Linked DNA regions of Mus musculus: all the other regions are linked to region 2. The links are chromatin contacts, called in public Hi-C and promoter capture Hi-C maps. All regions are on one chromosome and are shown on one strand. The core of a region is the stretch at or near the end of the contact, and the rest is flanking DNA. Distances in the headings are between cores, read along the strand shown.

What was found. Promoter capture Hi-C pulls out the DNA fragments that hold promoters and counts their contacts. A called contact is a pair of places that touch in the nucleus more often than the background predicts.
Region 1: a Hi-C map of the HPC-7 cell line shows a contact between it and region 2, with 2.3 times the contacts expected there. The contact joins the enhancer-like site here to the promoter of Scml4 in region 2. A contact is called at or near these places in 14 of 39 promoter capture datasets (the 3T3-L1 cell line, the C10 cell line, cranial neural crest and 10 more), 2 of 15 datasets of contacts at CTCF or cohesin (CD8 T cells and the NIH/3T3 cell line), 14 of 484 Hi-C or Micro-C datasets (B cells, CD4 T cells, CD8 T cells and 8 more), 10 of 115 datasets of contacts at active chromatin or transcription factors (the 230-238 cell line, CD8 T cells, DN3 thymocytes and 3 more) and 3 of 9 other capture datasets (adipose tissue, liver and pancreatic islet).
Region 3: a promoter capture Hi-C map of pre-B cells shows a contact between it and region 2, with 2.6 times the contacts expected there. The contact joins the enhancer-like site here to the promoter of Scml4 in region 2. A contact is called at or near these places in 3 of 39 promoter capture datasets (HPC-7-derived erythroid cells, macrophages and pre-B cells), 7 of 484 Hi-C or Micro-C datasets (CD4 T cells, CD8 T cells, CD8 central memory T cells and 3 more), 4 of 115 datasets of contacts at active chromatin or transcription factors (the 230-238 cell line, CD8 T cells, the SCID.adh cell line and 1 more) and 2 of 9 other capture datasets (adipose tissue and liver).

Annotation. Positions count from the first base shown.
Region 1 is chr10:42,911,317-42,915,789 of GRCm38.p6, forward strand. It overlaps Scml4 (Scm polycomb group protein like 4), which reads left to right. Exons shown (of 9, transcript NM_172938.3): 3 at 701-915. The coding sequence starts at 760. Among named protein-coding and RNA genes, the nearest start is that of Gm34006, 45 kb to the left of the region's middle. Within about 2 kb of position 3,050, at least 13 of the 459 cell types and tissues checked have an H3K27ac peak or open chromatin away from gene starts, as enhancers often do. A contact at or near this core is called in the HPC-7 cell line, where this site is marked.
Region 2 is chr10:42,857,994-42,862,098 of GRCm38.p6, forward strand. Scml4 (Scm polycomb group protein like 4) reads left to right here and starts at 2,519. Exons shown (of 9, transcript NM_172938.3): 1 at 2,519-2,860.
Region 3 is chr10:42,823,219-42,827,868 of GRCm38.p6, forward strand. It overlaps Sec63 (SEC63-like (S. cerevisiae)), which reads left to right. Exons shown (of 21, transcript NM_153055.3): 19 at 663-761. Among named protein-coding and RNA genes, the nearest start is that of Scml4, 35 kb to the right of the region's middle. Within about 2 kb of position 2,898, at least 22 of the 459 cell types and tissues checked have an H3K27ac peak or open chromatin away from gene starts, as enhancers often do. A contact at or near this core is called in the 230-238 cell line, pre-B cells and uterus, where this site is marked.

The DNA of each region.
Region 1 (4,473 bases), core at 1,800-4,299, 54 kb after region 2:
TTTGTTGATGTATTAGCTGTTCCCTTATGCATTGTTATTTGGGCTGTATCTATTTTATTTCTGCAATTCTAAATAATGGCAAAGTGAACAATTTCTGTGTGCAAACTCCTGTCCATGTTCGGATTGAAGGATGTCATGGTTTTAATGAAATTGACTTGTGTTACTAAAAAGGGTGATGACAGTTCATAATTCAATCAAAGAAACAAGAGTAAATATGGAGGAACGGATGAATTTGTGTAATATATTATTAATATATGAATGTTACTTAGTAACATAATTATAATTGCTATTTAAATATATGATTACACATTAATATAGTATGATAATATATTGTTTACTATGAGATTATATTTCTATATTGTTAATATAATATAGTTTATTTAGCATTAAACATTATAAATATAGAAAATCGTGCATAGTATTTAGATACGATTGTGATACTATTTTATTAGTCCAAAACTGAATTGAGACATGAAAGCATCCAGTCACTGGTGATGACCTCAGGTGTGTCTAGATCCAGGAATCTATTGTCTTCTCCACCTAGCAGTACTGCAGTCTAGTTGTACCTGACTCACTTACATAGACCCCGTCTTCCTCCTGTAAGTGGTAGGTGTGCACAAATCACTATCAGATCTATGTGCTCTGAAACCAGGCGTACATTTCCAATTTTGTTTTTCTTTCTATCTGAACTAATTCCCAGGACCTCTCTTGCCTGCGTGTGGTTTGCCTTCTCACGCAGTAAGACTGGCACCAGCAGAGATGCAGACACAGAGGGTGCCAGGGAGGAAACGTGGCCGGCCTCCACTTCACTCCACACGGGTGCAGATGGCCGTCCATAACCTCTATTCTGCTTCTGCTGCCTCTGTGCCAGCAGTGACAATCCCAAAGAAGAGAGGACGGAAGCCCAGGTACAAGGTACGCCTCACCATCCCCTTATCCCGCATCATGTTGGGCTGGGGCGCTGGGGCTCGGGCACAGCTCTGCTGCAGAATGCCATGGAAGACAGGGGCCTGGGAAAACAGGCTGAGAAACACATCTCTCAATAGAGAATGTGATGGCAAGGTCTCATAGGGGCAACGAGGCAACAAGGCACACACAGCACACTGTTGTGTGCTTTTTTTTTTTTAAACAAATGGAGAAAACAAATCACAGCAGATGGGGAAGCTGTACGTTGAGCAGATTTTAGGGCTGTTGCTAAACACATATTATTAAGCTTGCATCTAAATGAGAGTGTCGAGGGCTGAGCTGTCCCCTGACTATGATCAGCAGGGTGGCTCTTGAAGCTACTAGAATTTATCTGTGGTGATTTTTTGTTTTTGATTTTGTTTTGTGGAAACAGTTGATATTCCTGACACATTTAAAGTAATGTCATAAGTAGGCCAGGGTCAAAAGATGCAATGAAGCTTCCTGGACAGAGATTTAGCACAGGACTCCTGGGGTTTGGATTATAGTTTTCTGCTTATAAAAGATGCTGATGTCCAATTTGGCTGCCAAGAGGCAGATGCATAGCCACCAGAGTCCTGAGAGCATCATAAGGACTAACAATATGGAGGGAGAGGCTATGGTGGGAAACAGATCTGATGATGTAACTCCAATCCTACAACCCCACCCAAGCCCAGGGGCCAGCCGCCGTCTGTGACACTTTATGAAGGGCTGGCTAAGTGAGGGAAAGCTAGAAGCTTGTTCTCCGCCAGCCTCTGGGCTCTAGAAGAAGAGCATCAGTAGTTGTCTCCCACGTAGTTTTCATGAAATGAAACTGGTGTCTCCATCTTGAGACCTGAATTCTGCAACCAAAATGCAAATTGGCAATTAACTCTCAAGTATTAGGAAAATGTATGGAAATTATTTCAGGTCAGCAGAAAGAGCTTGTGAAGATCAGATAATGAATTCAACCTTTATCCTTCTCCTTCTTTGCAATCCTTTCAAATGCAAAAACACAGTCGTGGGGAAAAGGTTGTTGGTTATTCAAATTTACTTTAGTTTTCTTAACTTTTTTTTGGAGACGTCATTTATTTTTATTTTATTGTATGAATGTTTGCTAGAATGTGTGTAGATATGTGTGCAATGCCTGAGGAGACCAGAAGAGGGCGTGGGATCCCCTAGGAGAGAAGTTACAGATGGTTGTGAACCACCACGATTGATCTTGGATCCTCTGCAAAAGCAACCAGTGCTCTTAATGGCTCAACCATCTTCCCAGCCCCTTATTTAATTTCTCAAAAAGTGTGTGTGTGTGTGTGTGTGTGTGTGTGTGTGTGTGTGTGTGTGTGTGTGTGTGTGGTTGTGAGCCACCTCATGTGAGAGCTGGAAAGAGAATTTGGGTCCTTTGGGAAAGCAGTATGTGCTATGAACTGCTGAACCTGTCTTTAGCACACAGTATTTTTCTTTTTTTTTAAAAAAAAAGCTCTTCTTCATCAACTCTTCTATCAGGTCATTTTTCTGACAGGGAAACCTCTGTCAGGAAAGCTCACGGCAATATGTCTTTAGGATTGTGCGTCTGGTCTCAGAAAGCTAGCCTGGGTACTTGTGCCTGCTCAGCCGCCTACCTGTGCCATTGCTGGGGTCTGGGGATTGTGTTTGGGGGTGGGGGGGTGGGGCAGAACAGGCTTTGTGTTTCATAGACCCAAGGAGCAAGTTCAAGTTCCAAGAAAACATAGTAAAACTTCTCTGGCCTTCTTCCTGGTCCCCTGGGGTCTGTGACCCAAGAATGAAAATTACCAACAGACACAGTATTTCTTGAGCCAAGACAAATAAATGGCAGCTCACCCACACGGAACAAACCTGACTTACTTTGCAAGTTTCCTACCTCCTTAAAGGGTTTTTTTTTTTCAGTGTCCCTAACACTCAGGGACACCTCTCAGTGTCCCTGATATCCAGGACACCTCAGAGCAGAGCACAGCTAAGGTTCGCTGGCTAACACACAGACCCTGCACAAAGCTAGCAATTCTGTTTCCACCTCTCGGTGAATTTCTTTCGTGGGAACAAGAGGCCACCTCTGGTTTTGAGCCTACTTCCTGAATAGCTAGGAAGATGCATGGACATTATCTCAGACCACGCCCCCGCAGACAACTCGGTAGGTCTTAAGCCTTGTGTCCTAGAAGAACAGTTCCTGTCTGTGTGACCCTGTCACCCATCAATGATGACAAAGGAAAAATAAGGACCATGTGAAAGTCTTTGTAAAGCTAAAATGATTTCCTCAAAAGATTACCCTTTATTCTAAAATACATGCTGGTGAAAGGAAGTTTTTGAAGCTCTGGTAATTTAAAATGCTCTCAGTTGGCAAAAACAAAGTTGCTAACAGAACCTCCTCGGTTTTACTTTGGCGACACCCCATTTTACCATTAATGACAGGACTCTAATTGTAGAAATGCGAGCAAGTAAATTGTACAGTCTCACTCCATTTACCAAGTGGCCACTAATTTGGCAATTTTGATTATCTGGGACACAGTCAGGGAGGCAGGAGTTGGTTTGGTTTTGCTTTGTTTTAAACTGACTCAGCACAGTAAGATCTTGCTTGGTCTGGCCTTAATGATCGTGCATTTTATTACTAAGAAAATGCTTCTTGGGCGTGGATACAGAGGGGCGGGCTTATATTCCTAGCTGTCTGGAGGCAGAAGGATTCTTGGAGTCTGAGAGTTTGAGATAAGTTTGGAATCAACAGTAGGACCCTGTCTCAGATAGATAGATAGATAGATAGATAGATAGATAGATAGATAGATAGATAGATAAAATTGGAGTAGGGAGTGGATGGGGAAGGGCTCCATGAGGAGGGGAGGGGGAGAAGAGAAAGCAATCTGGGGCAAGCAGGATCCAAATGCATTAGACATGTATGAAATTGCTTAAGAATAAATAAAAATTATTTGTCAAAGAAAGGAAGCTCTTCTGTGCCCTTTACATTCACTGTAACCAGTCTTTGCAAGCTCAGTTCTGGTAGTGTCTACCCTTAGAGACAAAAAGGAAGGGATTTGCAGGCGGAAACACGGAAAAGGTAGCAATAACTTGATACAATCTGATAATATATTAACACAACGAACACAATGTAACAATATTACAATATCTCCCCAAGTGCCTCTGTTGGTCCCCTCTGTTCCTGCATAGGTAGCCGCTCTCTGAGAACCTCACTTGCTCCTGGCCTTGAGCCTAGTTGACAGTTGGATGTCTGAGTGTTTCTGAGACTGATGTTAACACGGGTCGACTGTAGAAAAGGAAGGATCAAGCTGGAGGACAGATGTCAGTCCCTTGGAGTTCACAGCCCCTGACCCATCCTGGACCATCTGGCTGAGTCTCTTATGGTATAGAGCCTGCTGCCATATTACTGGGGTCTACTCACCACTGAGCCTTGCTGTCCATTGTCACCTTGGGAAAGGACACAGATAATCTCTGAACCCATAGTTTCTAGAAAGAGCTGTACTCTGTCATGTGACAGCATTTTTCGTTTCAAACGGAATATTTACCTCTTAGCATCTCAGTTGGGTC
Region 2 (4,105 bases), core at 1,269-3,768:
TTGCCTTTTAAAAATCCTTTGGCTGATACTTTCCACCCCACGATTTTTTTTTTATTATTCTTACATGCTTAACTTAAATTTTTTTTTTGGAATAAAAAAACCCATTCAATATTTTTGTAAAACATTGGTAACTTAAGGCCTGTGGTGATGGCTAAGAAGAAAGGAATTTGAGTAACATTCTTACATGCACATACCATTAATCTCAGTAATATATATTTAAATATTTCAGGTTGGCTTTAGTTAATTTTAAGGTCATGTGTGATTGCCAAGTTGACCCATTGAGAGTCGAAGCAGCAACCCAGGCACACCTGGCTCAAGGACAAGCCACACAGACACAGTCTGTATGAAGATGGAGCATGCAGATCAGAGTGAGAGCCCCTCAGGATCTTCCTGGGAAAGAGAAACCAAAGGCCGTTGGAGTAAGAGTCTACCAAAGCCTTTTCTCTTTATAGGGTTTGATTCCTTAAGAAATGTTGATTTTATTTGTTGAAAGAGCCATATTCAATTGAACACTAGTTACCCGAGCTCATCTAAAATGCCCTTCAGTGGAACACTGTGTGAGACTGTATGACCATAGCTGTGGCTGGAACTTGGCGCAGGCCACATTTAAACCATCCATCAGGCCCTAGTGTCCTCCCTCTTCCCCAGGGCCTTACTCTATAGCTGAAGTTGCCCTGAGACTCCCCACATAGCCCAGGCTGGCCCATTTCTTTCTGCCTCTGGCTCCTGAATGATGACATCACAGTTTGTCGCCCACACCTGGCTGGCTTCTAATTTCTTTTCTCCTTCTCATCTTCTTCCTTAGGCTTCTTCTTTAAATGAACTAAGTTATAAGAAAGTACAGACACACCCCCTCCAAAACAAAACTTCCAAGACTGTATTTTCCTGAATGAACATCAAAACTCAACAGGTAAATAAAGGATGTGGATTCCTTCTTTTCCTTGTCTTCATTTTTACTTTTCCCCTTCAGTTTTATAACATATTTATTTCCAAAGGAAAAAACCCTCAATAGTTTAAATACGAGTCCAAAAGGGTTGCTGTAGGTCAGTGGCGAGCCATGATGCTGTCTTCGGCAGCTCACCGCCTCCCCTAAGGCCTCTTCCCATGAGGAGAGAGCTCTATGTCTCTTCCCATCTACGTTCCTTAACAGCGTGAGTCTGCACTTTGTTGTGAACGTGTTACTTTTCCATTTCTACATCATGAATTTCAGTCCAAAGCCAGTCCCATAACCCTAATAATTTCTACTTGGGCCAAACTGTCTGTATCTTTCATAAAATAGAAATTTATTGAGAGCTTCTATGGGCCAATCTTGTTTCACTAATCAGCCTTTGATTCCCTTGGATGTCAAAGGGGACACATACTACACTGTTGGTACAAATTTTTGACTCTTTATGGCACTTGGTAGGAATGGAGACTGCCATCCAAGCTGGGCCAGGCCCCGGCCAGCCTGGGAACCACCTTGGGGCAGAGGAGTCAGGGCTGTGGCAGGCAGCGGACCTAGGCAGAAAGGACACATGCCACCCAGGGAATTCCTTCTTTCTTAGTAAGGATAATGCTTTGACTTAAAAAAAACATCAATTTCCTGTATCTATTTAATTTGAGGGGACAAATTTACTTCACACTACATATGCATTCAAATTGTAGGTCCTTTTTAATTTTTCATACTCAGTAACTGGCTAAGCTGTGACCCAGACCTTCCAAATTAGTTTAATGTCAGTCCTGGCTACAAGCATGCTCCCTGTCCCTAAAAGCAAACCCGGTAGACAGCCTGTATTTGTAAACCAGGTATCTTATAAGACACACTTGAGACACATCCCATTTCCCCAGATGAGTCAAGTCAGCAGCAGAAAACCTCGACTCACTTTATAAAAAGAAGGGAGGAGAAAAGGCACCTTCTCTGGTGTAAACTGGTTTAGTGGACAGGCAGTGGGTATGGAGGAGAGACAGCAGCCCTTTCCCAGGCAGGTCCCAAGAGTGTTTGGGCATGGAGAAACACTTCCAGATGTGCACACACAGATGTGGATTAAACGTAGGATAGGCAGCTTTAGAGCTAACAGGTACAGCCACAGTGTGTCATCAGTACAGGTCCACACCTCTGACAACACACAGGCTTTCTGTTGGTATACCATTGTTCTTTCTTTCTTCTTCTTTTCCCCCCAAAGCCAAACATTAGCCTTGTCAGATCGTAACAGTCTTATAAGCCTGGTGTGGCCCTCACTGCTGCAAGACTGGGACAAAGAGATGATGTTACAGTCTGGTTTCTATGGCAACGGAGGAGGGGTAATGAAAACTGAAATGCAGGAAACACCCATTCTGACTATTGTGACATAATTCAGTTTCTTACAAGGAAGTAACTATCTAAGAAGCAGAAGTATCATTACCTGGCGGCTGCTGTTCACAAAAAGCTGTGCTGTGTATTTCTCTTAGCTGGTCTGTCTGTACAGAGGAAAGAAATAACACACACACACACACACACACACACACACACACACACACACACACACACACACAGAGTCCTCGCTTTCTGCATGTAAAATGTGTGTGTGTTCTTTAGAAGCCAGCGGTTGGCTGGTTTTCCGGACATGATGTGGTTGAAGCTGTCATCGTAATGGAAATTCACTGCTGTAGCTATGGTAAATCGAGTGTTCTGCCTGTACTGAATGCATTAGTCTAATGAGATGTTTGCAGCGGCGGCGAGCTGGGCTGCTGGCGACTAGCTGTGAGGCAGGCGTAGCACACGGGTGGAAGATAGCTTGTGCCATACTCGCAGTGTGTGTGCAGGAAGTCACCTGTCTTCTAAGCCACCACTCCAGACCTCAGCAAGCAACACCCTGGTCAGGGCTCTGTGACCAAGCTGTAGGTAAGGGAGACGCATGCTGGCGGGTGTGCTGTGGTACATTGTATGGCTCCTTCTCTTTGGGCTGGCGGCACAACAGGTTACCTGCTTTAGTTTATTTGGGAGGGTTTGCATGCCTGCCTCTCTGGCAATGCACGAGTGTCTGGTGCTAAAACTACTGAGCCCGGTGGGTAAACTTCGGATCCTAACATGCAAAATATAATGTTTGATTTTTTTTAACTATATATCAAAGGGAGATTTAAAGTAAAAACACAGTTTATAACCATTTTTGACATGTATACACTTAACCTCTCTTTAAGTCTATATGTAAATATGTGCAAATTTTTTATTATTTCAAACATGAATATGGTTTTTTTCCTAATAATAATTTTGTCTTATTTTGTATTATTAATTTAAAATTTGTAGTATGGATTAGGTTACAAATATTTACCTAAAATTGATTATTAAAATTGGCTGTGATATAAGCACTCATCAAAGCATTTGTTTTCAAATTGAATTTTATTTACTTGTGTTGAATGCTGCAGATGGGATATTTCATGTGTTTTTGTTGGTTGCTGATGTACCAGTCATAGATAAGGAGAGTATTAATTGTTTGCAAGTTCCTGCTATTAGTTTTTTTAGGAGGAAATAACTAACAGGTTAGTATGGAATGTTTGGAGTTTCCCCAAGTTCAAAGACAAAGTCACCTCCTCCCCTCACACAGTCCTATGTGACCCCAAATAGCTTCCACTCATTCTGCCTGCAGCCCCGGGTGTCGTCTACAGGTTGCTCTGCGGATGGACAGGACCAGTGGGTATGGCTGCTGAGTTAGCAGTTTTCACTCATCATTGATGCGCTTGAGTCTAAGTTCTTGCCGTTATTTTCGACAATAAGCCAGAGGTGGCGGCTTGCTGTGTTGTCTTTCTAGGGTCATGACATTTCTCAAGAGGGCTAGGACCATCAGCAGCTCTCTGAGAAATGGGGCTTTGTAGCTGGGATGCTTGAAAAGTGATCCAGATGTGGTTGTTGTGTGTTCCATGTTTTTAATTCCTTTCTCAACTAAGGAACATTTTTTTTTGAAGGGTAAGAGACATAGATGTCTTTCCCTCCTCAAGACTTTTTTCTCATTAAGAACAAAACAAAACGGAATGTCTGGAGAACATGTAGAAGTATGGAGATGGCTGTAGAGGAGAAGGTGCCTGATTTAGACAGTATTTTATGGAACATTTTGTGTGCTTGTTGCTTGGTAGAAGTGGCTCAGTCGATCTG
Region 3 (4,650 bases), core at 1,648-4,147, 34 kb before region 2:
AGCTACACAGAGAAACCTGTCAAAAATAAATTAGATAGATAGATAGATAGATAGATAGATAGATAGATAGATAGATATAGATGACAGATACAATGTTTAATGTATTACGCTGCCCAAGTCCCTTCTACTTATACGTTATGATGTTGTTTAATATAAAGTGTTTCCCTTTTTTAGAATACCTTTTGTCATTTTAAAATAAACTGTGGGGCTGGTGAGATGGCTCAGCTGGTAAGAGTGCCGACTGCTCTTCCAAAGGTCCTGAGTTCAAATCCCAGCAACCACATGGTGGCTCACAACCATTCATAACAAGATCTGATGCCCTTTTCTGGAGTGTCTGAAGACAGCTGCAGTGTACTTACATATAATAAATAAATAAATAAATAAATAAATCTTTTTTAAAAAAACTGTGGATTTTTAAGATTGAGATCTATTAGTAGCCTTTATGGGGTTGTTGAAACTCCAAAAATTATTTGGGGAGTAATGAATGAATGAATGAATGAATGTATCTTGCAGTCGTTGTTGATACAGTGCCTGGATCAGTATTAAGATTGTAACAAGGATAGCATTTTCAAAATCAAGACAAATTTAAACTGTTTCTCCAGTTCTTTCTGATAACTCATACTCTTTTTTTTTTTTTTTCTTTCTTTCTTTCCCCTTTGCAGGAAAAACAAGAGTGGTGGTGGCTTTATATTGCAGATAGGAAAGAACAAACATTAATATCCATGCCATATCATGTGTGCACACTGAAGGATACAGAAGAGGTAATTAGCCAACAATATTTGTTTTAATATCTTACCTTTATGATGTTTCATTAAAATTTTAATAATGTGGCTTACTGTATTTTGCTCATTGCATTTTCTTTGTTTTTGTTGGGGCCAGCCCGTAACATTAGTTCTGGGGTACATGATGGTCTCTCCAGATACCTGCACTTATGTGTATGTACACACACACATCTAATTTAGAATGAAAATAGTTTTGTTTTGTTTTGTTTTAAGGAAGGGAGGATTAATCTCAGAAGGGTCATCCATGTTTGACAAATAGTCCTTTACTTTTACTTTCATGACAAGGTTAAGACACAGAAGTAAACTTGTTCTTATAGCAGTCGGGAAGCAGAGAGAATAGGGAAAGGATAGGAGACAAGATAGACCCTTCATAGGCACACCCCTTCTGTGGCCCACTTCCTCTAGCCAGGGTCTGCCTCCTATTGCCCATCACCTTTCAATATGTCATCAAATTATGTTGCCATCAAAGGGTTAATCATAGATTGTATTGTAGCTCTCAAGTTTGTGATGAAGGGTCATTTACTCAATAAGTTGTTTACTCATGGAAGCTGTATTCTGTTCTACTGTATCTTGGGGTATATGGATGTGTGTGTGGATGTGTGTATGAGTGGTTTGCAGGCTGTGGTCCAGCTAGTACAACAATGGCTGTCTCTCAACAGTCCACAAAACTGGATGTCTCAGATGGTCTTCAGTGTATGTTGGAATCCCAAAGCAGTAGGATATATGAACTTGCCAATAAGAGTGAGGGCAAGCAGATAAAGAGCAAAAGCTGCTGTCTTCCATGTCTTTTATATAAGCTACCACTAGAAGGTGTGGCCCAGGTTTAGGGTGGGTCTTCTGACCTTAAATGATCCAGATTTAAAGTTGATCTTTCTTAATTACTGTTCTTTTTCTGTGAAGAGACATCATAACCAAGGCAGCTTTTACATAGGAAGGAATTCAGTGGGGGGGTCTTACTTACAGTTTCAGGAGCTTAGACCATTAGCATAATGGCAGGGAGCATGACAGCAGACAGGTATGGTGCTGGAGAAGTATTTGAAAGCTGTATCTTGATTTGTTGGCAGAGAAAGGGAGACTAGGCCTAGCATGAGCTTTTGAAATTTCAAAGCCCACCCCCAGTAACACAGTTCCTCCCCCAAAGCCACACCTCCTTATCCTTCTCAAATAGAGCCACTCCCTGATGCCTAAACATTCAATAAATATATGAGCATATGAGGCCATTCTTATTCAAACCACCACACTTCACTCTCTACCCCCATATATAGCCATATCATAATATAAAAATGGGTTCAGCACAACTTCAAAATTCCCCATAATCTGACACAGTCTCAACATTGTTTTAAAGTTCAAATTCTCTTCTGAAATTCATGGCAGTTTCCTTAACTGTATCCCCCTATAAGGTCAAAATCAAAAAGCAGATCATATACTTCCAACATACAATGGCACAGGATAAACATTGTCATTTCAAAAGGAAGGAAGAGAACATAGTGAAGAAATAATGGGCCAGGGCAAGTCTTAAAACCAGAAGGGCAAACTTTAAATTCTGTATCTCCATGCCAAAACACTCTTTAGATCTTCAATTCCTTTCAACTTTGTTGACTGCAACACACTTCTCTCAGTCTGTTTCCACTCCCAGTCTGCAATTCTCCTTGTCAGGCAAGTGCTCGGCTCGCCTACACAGTTCATGTCATCTATTTTGTTGTTACTGGGGCTCCCTCACCAACAGGATTTCTCTATGTGGTCCTGGGTGCTCTGGATCTAGCTCTGTAGATCAGGCTGGCCTCGAACTCACAGAGATCCACCTGCCCCTGCTTCCTGGGAGCTGGGATTAAAGGCGTGTGCCACTACTGCCCAGCACTCCATTTTTAATGTATTTTCCTTGTGGTATTTATGTAGATAATATACAGATTATTTGCCCTCCCCAAATTTTTACACAAAAGTTGGCAAATACTGTGCTTCACAACCGACCTTTTTTCTTCTAACAATAAAACTTGGGCCTGGATCTCCTGAGTTACAGTCTCTTGCCACAAGTGTAATGCAGTTGTTAAGAGTGAGCACTGATGTGATGCAGCGTCACAGTTCAGTTCATGGCCCTGCATATCTGCCACAGGCTCTGCTTCCTCTTCAAGTTCACAAGCAAAAGGAAGGTCACTTGGTTTTTGTTCTCAGTCCTTTTTTCTCTGGGTACATACACGCCAGCCAAGCGTGGCGATCACTGGAGTCAGAACTTGCAGCTCCTTTTTTGTTTCTTCATACAATCCTTTGCAAGACTCCGCCAGGCTGTTTTGTTAGAGTATCAGTGTAACTTGTCTCACTGCTTACTCACTACATTTCTTACTGGTCACATATTTCATGTGTCACACGTTGTGTGTGTTTGTCCCCATTTGTAGTGATAAGGTTTCCTTACTTCCAGAGTGTTTGGTGAACCTCATCTGTGGTATGTTATTTGGGCATCGTACTGTTCTCTGGATATTTTTACCAAATGTTTAGCATGCAGTGATGGTTTGGCTGTAAATCACTTTTTATTCTATAGTCTGAATTTGTTTTAACAGTGAAAGTAGACACTCAGTGAGGTCGGGCATATTTTTGTGTGTACGTTTGTTCCCTTGTTTTTATTTATCTCTTAACTTGGATGTCTTTCTTTTATTGTGAGGAAGTGAGTCTTTAAACATGAACATGAGTATTCCCCCTATTTGTTTCGGGCCCCAATTTTCCAAGGTCTGGGGTTACAGATTCTCACCACAATGACCTATATTAATTTATAATATTGGCTACAAAAATCTGGAATTTGGAGACTGGAGGCAGATAACTAGAGTATAGAAATGTTATTTTAAATATGCATTTTTACTCTCATATGGAATTGAAATCTCTAAAGCTATGTTACTGTTTGTATTTGTTTATGACTTGATTGGAAATTTAATATCCTTTTGGGCTTGTTTTTATATAGTTTTATGTAATTTATACTTTATTTTTCTGCTATGGATAGATGTTAGGGTAGTAAAGGGCCTTATTAAAACTAACAAATCATTTATTGAAATATAATGGAGTAAAAATATGTAATTCTTTTTAAATTTGTTTTCATAATTTTGAGTTTCATATATGAATATAGTGATTTTTAGTTGTTTTGTATCTATTCTTCCCTCTGATTTCTTCTTCCCTTGCCCTTTGAAGCCCTTTTTCCCAACAAGTAAGTGTGTGTGTGTGTGTGTGTGTGTGTGTGTGTGTGTATTTGTATGTTTCCTACTGAGTTTCATTTGGATGCTCGCATGAACGTGGGTGAAAAGCTGTTTACTGGAAAGTGGGCACCTTCGTCCCCAGCAACTGTTAACTGCCAGCAGCAGTCCCTTGGGAGTCTTGGGTCTTGCTGGCTTATGTGGTATAACCACCGCTGCAGTGAGTTGGGAGTTCAGCGGCCCTGTCATGTCCTCAAGACTCTTTTCTGCAGCAGATCCCTGCTCCAGCTCTTACATTCTTTCTGCACCTTCCTCCCTGAGTCTTGAAGTGTTCTTTTTGGATTTTTAAGGCATAAATAATTTATTATGGAAATAGAATTTGGCAAAAATTACTTTTTATCTAGCCAAGTCTATTTAACCTTTCATTTATTCATACTTTCATTCTTTATTGCATTTCTTTTGAGTGTTAAGGTGGCAGCATAGAATTTAATATGCTTTCTTGAGCTGTGTACATAGAAATGAACCCCAGTAGTTCTGCTTAATTTGATTTCCTTTTTGTTTAGAGTTTATAATAGATGAGATGGAACTCACACGTGCTGTTTGTTATTATGACAGTGTGTGCAAATCATCTGCTCCACCCTCTGAGGCAGGAAGTTTAAAGGCATTCTCTTGGTCTTTAAAGTGTTGATTTTTAT